2 separate regions of the Sus scrofa genome follow, and region 2 is linked to region 1. Evidence: chromatin contacts called from public HiChIP or PLAC-seq data. All regions are on one chromosome and are shown on one strand. Each heading gives the region's core, a stretch centred on a gene start, on an enhancer-like site or on the middle of the called end of the contact. The rest is flanking DNA. Distances are from core to core; before and after follow the strand shown. Region 1 holds the start of TRMT10B (tRNA methyltransferase 10 homolog B). Region 2 holds the start of SLC25A51 (solute carrier family 25 member 51).

Region 1 (6,911 bases), core at 2,436-4,935:
CCCCCCACCCCGCATTATTATTATTATTTAAAAAAAAATTTTTTTTTTTGTTGTACCTATGGCATGTGGATTCCTGGGCAGGGATCAAACTTGTGCCACAGCAGCGACAATGCCAGATCCTTAACCTGCTGAGCCACATGGGAACTCCTCATCTCCAGTCTTTTTGTTACCAGTATGTATTCTTATATGGGGGTCTCTAGGACATTCCATCATTTCAAAGGCCATGACCAGATAGCTCGCTGCACTCACCGAGCACCAAACTGCACTGCCTGTGGGCAGGGTCTCCTCCTCTCGATGCTCACAGTCCACATCCATCTGTAGAAGCTGGAAGCTTTCAGAGATGCCATCTTCACCCGTGTCCTCTGGGGTGACCCCTTCCTCCTGTAGCACATGTGACTCTGTTTTCTGAACCCTCCTTTCCAATTTCCAGTCCATGTGCTTAGTTATTTCTCTGTCCTTTTCACGCAGCTTAGAAAAAAATCACAATTATGTGAGACACTACGTTATTTCACTGCAGAGGTATTTTTCAATATCCAAATGACAAATAGTGTTACTGTGACAAAGCAGAAGTGTATAAAGTACTAACACAGATTTATTGAACTGAGAAAAGCATGTGTGTCTTCTAGAGAAGTAAGTCAGCACAGAGATATTTCAGTAGTAAGGAAGCCACATTCACTTCTTAGAAGATAAGCACAATTACTGATGCCCCCAAGCAATTAACGATTATTCACCACTACAGTGACACAGATAATGAGTGCATTTACTGTGTTCTTGAAATGCATGTATGAGTTGAGAGTGAGATAAGAGATGGTAAAATCTACCTATTCCATTATGTTTCTGTTTCTTTCCTTTCTTTTTTTGTGGGGGATGGGGGGGCTCCTGGCCAAGCCTGTGGCATGTGGAAATTCTGGGCCAGGGACTGAACCTGCGCCATAGCAGTGACAATGCCAGATCCCTAACCACTAGGTTGCCAGGGAACTCCCTACACTTACATTTATTTTCAAAACAATTTCTTTAGCAAATATTTACTGAGAACCTACTGGAATCAAAGTCCTGTACTACAAACATCCTAGCAGATTTAGAGCTAGCCAAAAGTTATAGTAAAGAGTGGCTCAAAACCAACCAAGAATTCTAGGTTGCTGGTGATGTATCAGAATTCATTTTTCCAAACTACATAGTCCCTCCCCCTATTGAGTTAAGTATCATTGCAGCAGAAAGCCACAGTCATAGGGGAAATTGTTAAAACCTGGCAGAAGTGCTGAGGCAGGAGTTGGTTGTGGCTCAGTGGTTAACGAATCCGACTAGGAACCATGAGGTTGCAGGTTCGATCCCTGGCCTCGCTCAGAGGGTTAAGGATGCAGCATTGCCATGAGCTGTGGTGTAGGTCGCAGACGTGGCTTGGATCCTGCATTGCTGTGGCTCTGGCATAGGCCGGTGGCTACAGCTCCTATTAGACCCCTAGCCTGGGAACCTCCATATGCCACAGGAGCAGTCCTAGAAAAGACCCCTCCCCCCAAAAAAATAGTGCTGAGGCAGAAAAATATGATGAACAATTGTTATAGCACACTTAACAAATTTAATAATTTCAAGGTGATGTTCAATATCCCTGAGGAAGGTATGAGTAAGAAGTGCTCCAGTGTACAATTAAGTGTCACAAAGAATGGTATAATAAGTTTCTGCTGTGGCAACCCCACTCAGGTTGCTGCAGAGGCATGGTTCAATCCCTGGCCCATGAACCTCCATATGCCATGGGTGCGGCCTTAAAGAAAATAATCATAACAATGGTGTAACCATTGCTCATGGGGCTACTCCCTGAGTCCAGGGTGCTACCAATATCTTAGGAAAATGTCTATCTTTGAAAAAGTAAAGCTATGAAATATCTACATCTACAAAATATCCATGGATCTGGTACTGAAAAGACCTATTTATAATGAAAAGCAAAGATTCTTCCTTCTACTGCTTCTACCTTTAGAGGGGGAAACCCTTGTTAACCAGATATTTTTAGTTCTTCTGGTAATTAACCAGAAATCCTCAACCTGAACTCATATGCTTACACCATTACTTCTTAACTCATCAACTTTCCCTGTGCAACACTAAAATTCAAATAACTTGCATTAACCTCTTTTATTTTCAATTCTTCTGTTAGTTACCTTGACCTTTAAATTCTTCTGCGGTACAATTTACTTACAATAAAATACCATGATTTTTTTTCTTTTTTAGGGCCGAGCTGTGGCATAGGTAAGTTCCCAGGTTACGGGTCAAATTAGAGCCATAGCAGAGCCAGATCCAAACTGCATCTTCCATCTATGCCCCTCCGCAGGATCCTTAACCCACTGAGCCAGGCCACGGTTCAAACTCACATCCTCACTGAGACTTAACCACAAGGGGAACTCCAAAATGCCAAAATTTTTTGTTTGTTTTTTTTGTCTTTTTAGGGTCGGATCCATGGTATATGAAGGCTCCCAGGCTAGGGGTCGAATTGGAGCCGTAGCCACTGGTCTACACCACAGCCACAGCAACACTGGATCCAAGCTGCATCTACACCACAGCTCACCACAATGCCAGATCCTTAACCCACTGAGCAAGGCCAGGGATCGAACCTGAATCCTCATGGATCCTAGTCATAATCATTTCTGCTGAACCACAACGGGAACTCCAAAATGCCAAGATTTTAAAAGCATAGCGCAGGAGTTCCCGTCGTGGCGCAGTGGTTAACGAATCCGACTAGGAACCATGAGGTTGCGGGTTCGGTCCCTGCCCTTGCTCAGTGGGTTAACGATCCGGCGTTGCCGTGAGCTGTGGTGTAGGTTGCAGACGCGGCTCAGATCCTGCGATGCTGTGGCTCTGGCGTAGGCTGGCGGCCACAGCTCTGATTAGACCCCTAGCCTGGGAACCTCCATATGCCGCGGGAGCAGCCAAAGAAATAGCAAAAAGACAAAACAAACAAACAAAAAACAAAACAAAAAAAGCATAGCGCAACAAGTTTCTGTGTGTGGTTGGCAGGAGATAACTTATGATTATCTTCCTCACTTAATTCAGATTTTCACTAACCAACATGGCACATATTTTACTTAATTTTCTGCCTGAACTTTCCCGTGCCTATAATGTCAGCAGGTGTTCTGTTCGCTTTGTTCACTATATCCTCTATGCCTGGAAATGAGCGTCATACATAACAGACAACCAATAAAGACTTGCCAAATTAATAAATTCTCCACTCCACCTCTATCTCTAAGTTGATAGAGGCCTCACAACTTTATAACCCAAGTCCCACCTGATGAGCATATTCCTGGGCGCTAAGTGATGGACCAAACTCTGCATGCTTCTCTCATCTTCTCATTCTGTTTTAGCCACTAAAGGCGGCTCCACTCCTCTGGCACCTTTCAGCACTAGAACACCCTGACTCTGGGTTCAACAGTACCCCGCGTGTAGGCCCCGTCTGGCCCATAGGCTTCGAGGGCTACGGAAAGCAGGAAGGAAGTACCAAGAAAGGTAGAGAAAATAATGTCACACGATTGCTGCGCAGGCCCTGGCTTTCCGGGCGAATGCCCTGCCCGCGAAACAGAAGCAGCCCCAGGCCGGACCCCCACCCTTACCGCAACAAGCCCGACGCATACCTGAACCCTTCACCTTAACGCAGAGGCAGCGGCGCCTTCAGGCCCCGCCTCCGACTTCACTTCCGGTTCTGTTCTCTTGGAGAATGGCCTTCTGGGAGTTGTAGTTCTCAGCCTGGCAGCTAGGTGTGCAGGGCCCAGAGTGGAGGCTTTGGTGTCGGCTCCCAAGCCCCATAGTGGCACAAATGAATTGCGTCCCACCGAAAGGTTGCCGCGCCTCACTGAGCCTCTGTTTTCTAGCCTACTAGCTGGGCCCACAATCCCAGTCGCTTGCCGACTGCACAGGGCTGCTGCAGGTTGACCAGCCCCTTCGGTGGCTCTTAAGGGCTGAAACCAGACTTGAACCACCCCTCAGCTCTCATCGTGGGAGCCTTGCTTTTCTCCGGGCTCTCTGTGCTTCCCCACAAGCAGCGAGGCCCACGAGCTGACACAGCTCCCCTCACCACCACCCGGCCGTCCAGGATAATAACAGGTCTCCTGGCTTGAGCCTAGCCTCCGGCCACTCTCCCTTCTCCATCTCTCCTCAAAATCCCCAGGGAAACTACTGCTCGGAGAGCTGAAGTTACTTGCCCAAACCTTGCCCTGATAAAAACTACCATTTGCTCTTCCATTTATTCCTGCAGTCCTAGGAGTCTCACCCTTTTGAGAGATCATACTATGAAAGAGCCTGAAATACCTCCTGCCTGGGGAAACCAAGCCCTGCTGGATCTGTCCTTGACCTCACAGTTTTCCCCCTTTTCTTTACAGAGCATCTCCAACACCTACCCACTGGTTTCCAGTCCGTGCTTTAATCCATCCTTTATCTGCTACTGGAGCACCTTGTAAAATACTGAATGAAATTAACTATGCTTTCCTCCCCAGAAAGCTTTTTTTCTGAAACCCACCTCTAATGTCTCTGTTTGTAAACTGGCCTTGGCTCCCCACTCAGCAGGATTTGCTAAGTGGCTCAAATGGTCTTCAGCGGCTCCCACCGCCCCTGCCAGTCCGTGTGTCTTGCAGAATACCTTTCCTTCTTCCCTGCCACTGCTTTTGTGTCTCTTCATCTTTGAGCTCACAGCCACTTCCTCACAGAAAAGACCTCCTAGCTGGTATTACTGCCCACCCTCCTTGGGCGCCCATTCATTTACCATATGATTATTTGTCTCCCTTACCTCAAACTCCTCAGCGGATTCCCATGGTACTTGGATGTGCAATCCAACTTTCTCAAGGCTTTGCATGCTTGGTTCCTGGCTGCCCCACCAACCTCATCTATCACTCTTCTTCCAGCTTGCTGTGTTGCAGTCGCACCTGTCTTCTTGAAATGCTTTAAACACACCAACAGCTTCTGCAGATACTGTTCCATTTCCTCCCTGTTTTTCCGTGACTGCCTCCTTCTTACCTTTTAGGCTTCAGCTTAAACCTTGCCTCTTCAGAGAGGCCTTTACTGACCACCTATAGGGAAAATTGGCTCATCCCAGCCCCATACTAACACTCTTCATTTTCTTGATTTCACTTTCATCTATCGGTAATCTTTTTTTTTTTTTTTCCTGTGTATTCCCTGAAATTGTAAGTTCTTTGATGGGACTACATCTATCATGTTGATGGTTGTATTCCTGGTGCCACTGCACGATAAATATTTGTCAGTAGAATAAACAAATGGGTTATTTTTCTCCTTTCTTGAGAAAAGCTTACCTTCCTATCTGTTAAAGCCAGGACTTGACACACAGTAGCTACTCAGTAAATACTTCTTGACATCCTTGCTCTAATTCAGGCTGCCTTCTACAGGAAGCCTTCCCTAATCACCACTTTCTCTCCCACACCCCCACCACCAACACACTCAAGTTACTTCTCTCTTGTGAACTCTCATAGCACCTTAGCTGTTCTCTTTGGGGGTCCTGAGTACACCATGACTTAGAGTGTAGGTCTCTGTGTGTCATCTTACCTCTTGGACCAGGAGCTCTTGAAGACCAGATTCTCACCCACCTATTCACAGCCATAATCCTACATCGAGCATCCTGGCATGAGTGTACCATAAATGTTTGTTTAAAGAAATGAATCTCCCAAGATGATGGTGGGTGGAAAAAGGAAGGAGTGTTCATATCCCGTAGTTTCTCAGTCATTAAACAATTGATTCTTGTGTTGGGGAGTAGGCAGTCCCATCCGGCTCTCATGTAGGGGGAGCTATGTATCTCAGAGGAAGTGCTAAACATGGCAAACCCTCTGCACTTCAGCTTCTCAACAAGCAATGATGAATTTCTCCGAACTTCTGGGACTTATACTCCTCATGGAGGCTCAGAGCAAAATACCAGCTCCATAGAGTAACAACCCAAGGAAGTACATGGATTTGAGGGGAGAAGAAGCAAAGAAAGAAAGAAACAAACATTTGAGTGCCTGTGCTGGAGGCTTCACAGTCTTATGTCCTGCCTTCCACATGTATTTATTTCTCACAATAATGCCGAATGTACATTATGTAACAATCTCTTAGTTCGGGGTGTTGTGTGGATAAGAAAATGTATTCAAGATACCTACATAAGGCACACTGTAGGCCCTCACTAATGAGACTAGTGTTATTTTCTTTTGTCACTTGGGGAAACTGAGGCCCAGAGAAGTGCCTGTAACAACCCTACCAGCATCCAAGCCCTGACTGAGTTGAAGTCCTGCCCTTCTTCCCTAAACTTGTGAACACACATTGTGTGCACTTAAGTCAGTTACGTAGCTCTTCACAGCTTTCTGCTTGTAAAAGTATTCAAGTCCTGTTTAACATCATATGATTTTTATTATGTGGGTGTCCTGTTTTATTTTTCATTGTCATGAGATCACTTAAACTCTGTTTACAAGAGCCTGGAGTTCCCGTAGTGCTTCAGCAGTAACAAACCCAACTAGTATCCATGAGGATGCGGGTTCGATCCCTGGCTTCGCTCAGTGGCTCAAGGATCCAGCATTGCTGTGAGCTGTGGTGTAGGTCGAAGATGTGGATCAGATCCTGTGTTGCTGTAGTTGCGGCATAGGCTGGCAGCCGCAGCTCCAATTTGGCCCCTGGCCTGGGAACTTCCATATGCCACACATCTGGCCTTCCATATGCCACACAAGCCAAAAAAAAAAAAAAAAATCTGTTTACAAGAGCCTTATTTAAATTTTATTTCAAGTATTCTGTGAAAAGAAACAGGCATCTAAGAAAATCTTTTCCTGGCACAAGTACTGGTTAACTGAATGCCAGTTAACAAGCAACTAGTAACGGGATAGGAAGATTCTCTTCTCTATTACTTTCCTTCCGACTGGGGAGAGATTACGTTTGTGACTTAACACCTTCACCTCTGCCCC
Region 2 (6,892 bases), core at 981-3,480, 150 kb before region 1:
TTTTAAACTGAGGAGTGAGATGATCAAAGCTGGGTTAGAGGATATTCTCTGACAGCTGATATGGAGGCTGGAGGTGTGCAGAACAGTTTAAGAGACTGAAGAATGAATGTAAGAATGAGTGGGTGAGGACAGAGAAATGAAAGGTTAATTTTATGATGATTCCTGAATCAGAAAACAGAGGGTTTTGTTTTTTGTTTTTTTTCCTTTTCTAGGGCTGCTCCCTCGGCATATGGAGGTTCCTAGGCTAGGGGTCTAATCAGAACTGTAGCTGCCGGCTTACACCAGAGCTACAGCAACGCGGGATCCGAGCCACATCTGCGACCTACAGCACAGCTCACGGCAATGCCACATCCTTAACCCACTGAGCGAGGCCAGGGATCAAACCCACAACCTCATGGTTCCTAGTTGGATTCCTTAACGACTGAGCCATGACGGGAACTCCAGAAAACAGAGGTTTTGACCTCCAACATTCATATGCCCAAGAAGAGCCAAATAAGCATGTAGGAGGGTTCTGACAAGGAACCCAGTGCTGGAGGGGCAGGGGCCTGCGCTGTGACCTACAGCATAAAAGAAACAGACTGGCTGGGCTCCAGACATGAGTGTTCCTATCAGCTTGGGATTTCCTGACTCTTTTGAGTCTTTTGTGCCCCAATTGTGTGTTTAATTTCAATCTCTGCCTCCTCTTCGGGTTTTACCCTAGGAGAAGAACCTCTCCATTCTAATTTGAAATGAATTATTTATGCTTATGAACACACTGGCTGCCTGCCTGGTTTATTTATTTTTTGAATAATACAGCTGATTAGGGATTCACACAAGACAGGGCAAACATAATTCCAACGTAAATGCCCTTCCCCAACTGCTGCCCAATTTTTAATCACTCCAAACTACTGTGTGGCCTGGTCATTATCCTGTGGAGCCTGAAATCTATCCCCGAACCCTAATCAGATGCCCGGTGCCTGCACTTGAAAGTCAAGATCTGCCCTATCAGACCTCACCACCTGTCCTTGACAACCTTATCTCTTGCCACTATGAGTTTCTCCACTCATCCAAATTCCATTCATTCATCCTCCAAGGCCCAGTTCAAACGCCTCCACCCTGTGAAGCCCGTCCTGGTTGTCCCTTAAGGGAAGAAGCCCCTCATGCATATAAACTTCCAGAGTTTTTGTTTTTATATCCTTACTTGGATTCTAAGTTCCCCCCAAGAGAGTTCAGGTGAGGACGATGGCACACAGTAGGTACCTCTGGAGAGTGTGTGGTGAAATTAGGTAGCATGGTTTCCCACACCCCAAGAAGCTGTTTATCAGGCCAGCTCAGGCAAACTGGACACAATTTTGGAGTCAATATCTACAAAATGCTCTCAGGGGAAGTGACCAGGGAGAGCCATCAACCTATACCCATACCCTGACCAGTGTTTCATGCCAGGTGAGTTGCCTATTTGACAAACCCCACTTAAAGAGCATACACCTCACAGATCTGATGAGCCTCCTGTAGAGCCTCACTCTCCTTCAACGCCTCACATCTGCGTGCCTTCCAGTATATAAGGTAGAGTCAGATCATTGCTCCCAGTGCTTGTTACAGGGGCCAAGGGCTGCATGTAAGGCAGGTGTTACTTTTCAGGATCTGGGGCTCAGAGACATGTCCAAAGTCACTCCCAGGAAGGGTCAGGACTATGATTTGACTTATGCCTCTTAATTCTCAGTGCAGTGGCATTCAATGCGTGCAAGTTGTTTGAGGTTGAAAGGAAACAGGGTTTTTAAATGACTTGTATAGTCTAAAGCACACACAGGTGTTCTGTGACCTGCAGTAATAGCAGCTGACAATATGCCACTCCGAGGGTTCAATGAAAGCTAACCAAGGCTACAAGGGGAGGGAGGCGGAGACTTTCAAGGCCTCAGCAAAGGCGCGCTTGCAACCCACAACTGTCAGTACCCAGGGGTCCTCCCGGCTACCAAGCACTAGAGAACGCGTTGGCTGTTTCTGGTACGGCAAGGCCACCGTAGGGCACCCACGGTATGGCATTCCATCCAGCGGAATCTCAAAGCCCTACGACAGATGTGATGGGTGACCCCCCAAGTGCCTTCGCTCGCCGCACAGCTGCCAGGGGTGGGCAGGCGTCCCCTCACCCTCCGCAGGTTTAGAGGGAGGCAGCGCGGCGTAGTCTCCCTCACGTGACCGGGCTCGGCAGCGTCCAGCGCGTCACGCCCCGCCCCGAGCTCTGGGGTCGGTCAATGTCTGCGCCTGCGCCGGCGCCGGCTGGGCTCGCGGGCTGGCCTACCTGCGGGCGGGCGGCTACCGGGCGCGGAGCCGGGCCCGCGGCGATGGGTGAGTGTGGGAGGCGGGTGAGAGGGAAACGCGGGGCTCCCCCGGCCTCAGCAAGGAGTGCCTGGAAGCACGAAGGAGGGTCCGAGGAGGCCGTCTGCCGCGTCCTCTGGCCCACCTACCCCTCAGCGCGCGCGCGCGCACTGCGTCCCCTCCGCCCCACGGCGCGCCCCGCCACTGCCGCTCGTGCCCTCCCGGGTGGGGCCTGCAGCCGCAGGGGCCGGCGGCCGCCGGGTTTCGCTGAGCCAGGGGCGCTGTCCGGCTGCCGGAAAGAGCTTTTCCGGTGGAGGAGGCAGCGCGCTCTTTTGGGCGCGCCTGGGGCGGGGAGGTGCCTTCTGCCGCGCACCTAGAGCGGGGCGGGAAGGGTTCTTGCTTTGCCTGCGCGGGAGGGGAGCGGCGCCGGCACTGCGAATGGGCCCCGGACCCCTTATTCTGTCCGGTGTCAGAGACGGAAGGGGCTTTGGCGAACCCACCACCCTCCCCTCCCTCTTATCACACACTGGGGAAATGGACGCCTGGAGAATGGTAAGTTCAGCCGCACAACCAGACAATGCTTATTCTGCGACACCATGTTGCTTCGCGTTGTAGGAAACTTGTAGTACGAGGCTTTTTTTTTGGTCTGGTGGTGGTGATGGGATTATGTTGTTAATTGTAAATTTGTACCAATTATTGGGTATTAAGCTTATCTAAGTGGGGCGTCTTAAAGGCTATATTTACCCTTTTTTTGGCCCTATAACTGTATACAGCTGGTCTTAATCCCCACCTTCTGTTTCACTACGTGCAAGCTGTGAAACAGAAGCCCTTAGAGTAACGGTAGTGACCTTGCCAATCTGAGCTTCCTCTGTACTTGTTTTTGAAAGGGTTCCGTGAAAGCAAAAGGTTCTAGGACTGGTTAGGTCCGCGGGTGATTTCAGAGCACAGGTTAGGCGTTTTGGATCTGGAGTCACCTTGAGTGCATCTCAGGCAAAGATCACAAGCAGTCTCTTTAAAAAGCAGTGGACTTACCTGGTCTTTCCTTTGGTAGATTAAGCCCAGAGAAGTGGATTTTTAAATCATAGACATTGCTTTAAATTTATAGTGGCAAGATAGTGACCACTGGATCCCAGGTTTATCTTATGTGAATGCTGACTCAGACCTGCTGACTTGTAGGAGTTAACATCCTTGGAGAATTACAGTTGCCTTCTCCGTAGTTTTTGTACAAAGACCTTTGTGCTGGGTTCACAACTGTGTCTTATCCATGTGGGCTATAAATTATGGTGAGCATTTAGATTACACTGTTTTCTTTTACCATAAAAGTTTGACACTTGGAGTTGCTTGAAAGTCATCTTGATTAACTTTGCCTCCTTATGCTGACATAGGTCGAGTGTTTTAGGTAGCAGGCAATGTAAAATTATGGTATATATATGTTGCAATAAATTGGAGTGAATTATCCATGTTAAAGAATTTAAATATGTAGATCAGTTTAGCAAAGAAATTTAGTCATGTTCAAGTATAAATATACAAAATTTTTAATTTCATCGCTACAGAATACTCTGTACACTATCCTTCCTTCTCCTGGCTAAATTAAGAACCTGTTTACACTATCTCCTTATCTAGGAAGAAATGAGAGGGAAAGCTTTAAATCTGTAAAGTCCAGAAGGGTTTCATTGCATTCCTTTTCCCTATGTCAAGGCCTAGTTTTAAAAATCTGAGACCCTAAATGTACAATAATGTTCTTTAAATTCCTTAAAGTAGTTAATTGCAGTGGTCAGTAAATGACTGGCTGGGAGTTCCTCTGTGGTGCAGTGGGTTAAGGACCTGGCATTGTCCCCACAGACAGTTGGGTTGCTGCCGTGGCGAAGGTTCAGTCCCTGGTCCCGGAACTTCCATATGCTGCAGGTATGGCCAAAAAAAAAAAAAAAAAAAAAAAAATTTGCTAACTTCTGTTAGTCACAACTTTCTATTTGTTGAGTAACAGTCCCCATTATCACAAAGGATCATGACAAAACTAGTAGAAGTCACTTTAATTTGCAAAATTTTGGAAAGTAATGCAGGTACCATTCCAATAAAAATTAAAAGTGAACATGGACAAAATTTTATTGTTCAAGTGTGCAAATAACTTGGTTTGTGTTAACAAGGAACATATTGTTAAGCAGCTTTTAAATGTTATGTGTTTGGTGTGTAAAAATGAAATTTTTTTATGTTTGTAAATGTCTCAGTGAGTTAGGAATAGTCACATAGATCTGAATATTTTTGTTGATTTTAACATGGTTTAGTCCTGAAACTCTGAAGAAGAGCAAAACATTATGTAGATACAAAGTATTTCTGTGCTGTTGTTTTGTAAATTTTTATTTTTGGCCACACCCTTGGCATATGGAAGTTCCTGGACGAAGGATCTAGTCCAAGCTGCAGCTGCAACCTACACCACAGCTGTGGTGATGCCAGACCCTTAACCTGCTGCACTACAGCAAGAAATCCATTAAACTGCTTTTTTTTTTATTTTTTATTTTTAGGGCCACACCTGAGGCATATGGAGGTTCCCACGCTAGGGGTCAAATCAGAGCTATAGCTGCCGGCCTACACCACAGCCACAGCAATGCAGGAAGCAAGCGAGCCACATCTGCGAACTACACCCACAGTGCACAGCAACGCCAGATCCTTAACCCACTAAGCGCGGCCAGGGATCTAACCCACATCCTCATGGTTCCTAGTTAGATTTGTTTCTGCTGTGCCACAAGGGGAACTCCAGGACAATTTTTCTTTGACTGAAAATGCCATTGGCTCCTTTAATTGCTTAAGAGCACAAAATGTAACGGGTCTGTTTTAAACAAATTTAAAAGCTATGGGTTTCTTTCTTTCTTTTTTTAAATTCTCCTTAAGTCAGATTTATGCACACCCACAAAAATTGTGTGTGAAGGACAGCCATCAAAAGGAGTTGTGTCCTAAGGAAAGAAAAAAAAGAGTTGTGTCCTGAATTAAGGGAAACAGCTGCTGAAGCAGGAGTTAGCACAATTAGTCAGTAATAGGTAATCAGGTTTAAAAATTGAGTCTTCTAAAATGCTCCATGGCACAATGCTAATACTACATAAAATACTTCAGATATGAAGAGGAAAGTCTGTACAGATTTTAGCAAAAAGGCTTTTCTAGAAAAGCAAGTCAAAATAACATGATTGGCAAGTCAGGCCACAACTAGATATCAGAGCTACAACTTCTCATATTGGTGCTAGAAAATCCTCTTTATCCTGGATGGACTAAAAGTTCAAAACAAAACAGAATTTTTTTTTTTTTTTTGCCACACCCACAGCATGTGGAATTTCCTGGGCCAGGGATTGAACCCACACCACAGCAGGGACAAACCTGGATCCTAAACTCGCTGAGCCACTAGGAGACTCCAAAACAGAAACACTTTACATGTTTACTTCTTTTTTCAAAGTCTCAGTTTCTTTTCCTGTCACCATGTATTTCATCATGATACAGCAGAAAGATGGGTTCTTTTAGAAGTGGCTGTTTTTTCTTTCTGTGGTAAGACTGTTACAGAGCCTGGATGCTTCAGGCTCATATGCATCTGTGACCAGTGTCTTGCTGTGGTTAAAAACTTAGCAATAGCTTAGCTGTCTGCTGCTGCTTTGTCCCTTCAGTGATGAAGGTCAGCTTCAGGGTTATTTGTCATTGAACCTTTATAGACTGGAGGGTAGTCAGGATCCATTCCTATAGCATCTTTCCTGTGGCTGCGAGAAAGATGCTCTTCTCCTGAGTGTAAATTAAGGTTATGCTCTGATGCACAAGCCTGAACTGGCTAGGACTCTGGAATGGGTGCGTGTCATGCCAAATCAAAGCCACAGTGGTAAAGAAGTAGGAGGTGGTACAGATGGTAAAGTGGCTGCCACTAAGACCCAAATTCTCCATAGAATGTCTTAAAAAGTAATAATAAAGGTTTTGCTTAAAAGAGAATACATAGCCTTAAAATCTCATCATGAAACAATAAATGAAAATAACATATTTCCTTTTTAAGAGATTAGTATAAACTCAAAGGAGAAATGAGATGATAAAGAGGAAAAATTTAAAAACCGAAAAGTGGTAAAATTGGTAAATTCAAGAGCTGAGTCTTGGCTGGGATGAGAGGAAAGTAATTTAGGTAAACCTGCTATGCTGCTCAAGAAAAAAGTGAACATAACACATAAGATTAGAAGTTTTTTTTTTAAACAGCAAGTGCATTATAAGACGATATTTGTATTAACCAGACTTTTTTTTTTTTTTAAAGGAAATACAGTTATCAAAGTTGACTCCTGAAGAGAGAACCTAACAGACCATTAACAATGGAAGAAATTGAGAAAGTTATCAAAATGCCACCATCCCCCAAAACACCAGGTCCAGATGGCGTTTCAGGTGAATTCTTTTAACTTTCAAGAAAAAGATAATTATGTTAAGATTTAAATTGTTCATCAGCATAAAGAACGAAAAAATGACAGATTTCTTTTACAAAGCCAATGGAACATTGACACCTGAACTTGATGTGAAGATAGTACCGAAATTGGAAGCTTGGTATGTTATGAAAAGTGGTGTGAAATTTTAAAATAAGCTATTAGCAAATTTC

Evidence for each region. HiChIP or PLAC-seq counts read pairs in DNA pulled down with a chosen protein or histone mark.
Region 2: an H3K27ac HiChIP or PLAC-seq map of alveolar macrophages shows a contact between it and region 1. The contact joins the promoter of SLC25A51 here to the promoter of TRMT10B in region 1. A contact is called at or near these places in 1 of 5 promoter capture datasets (fetal liver) and 1 of 2 datasets of contacts at active chromatin or transcription factors (alveolar macrophages).

What each region holds. Positions count from the first base shown.
Region 1 is chr1:238,512,816-238,519,726 of Sscrofa11.1, reverse strand. TRMT10B (tRNA methyltransferase 10 homolog B) reads right to left here and starts at 3,685. Exons shown (of 9, transcript XM_001928975.4): 1 at 3,615-3,685; 2 at 250-468. The coding sequence starts at 435.
Region 2 is chr1:238,662,766-238,669,657 of Sscrofa11.1, reverse strand. SLC25A51 (solute carrier family 25 member 51) reads left to right here and starts at 2,230. Exons shown (of 3, transcript NM_001258408.1): 1 at 2,230-2,322; 2 at 6,560-6,684.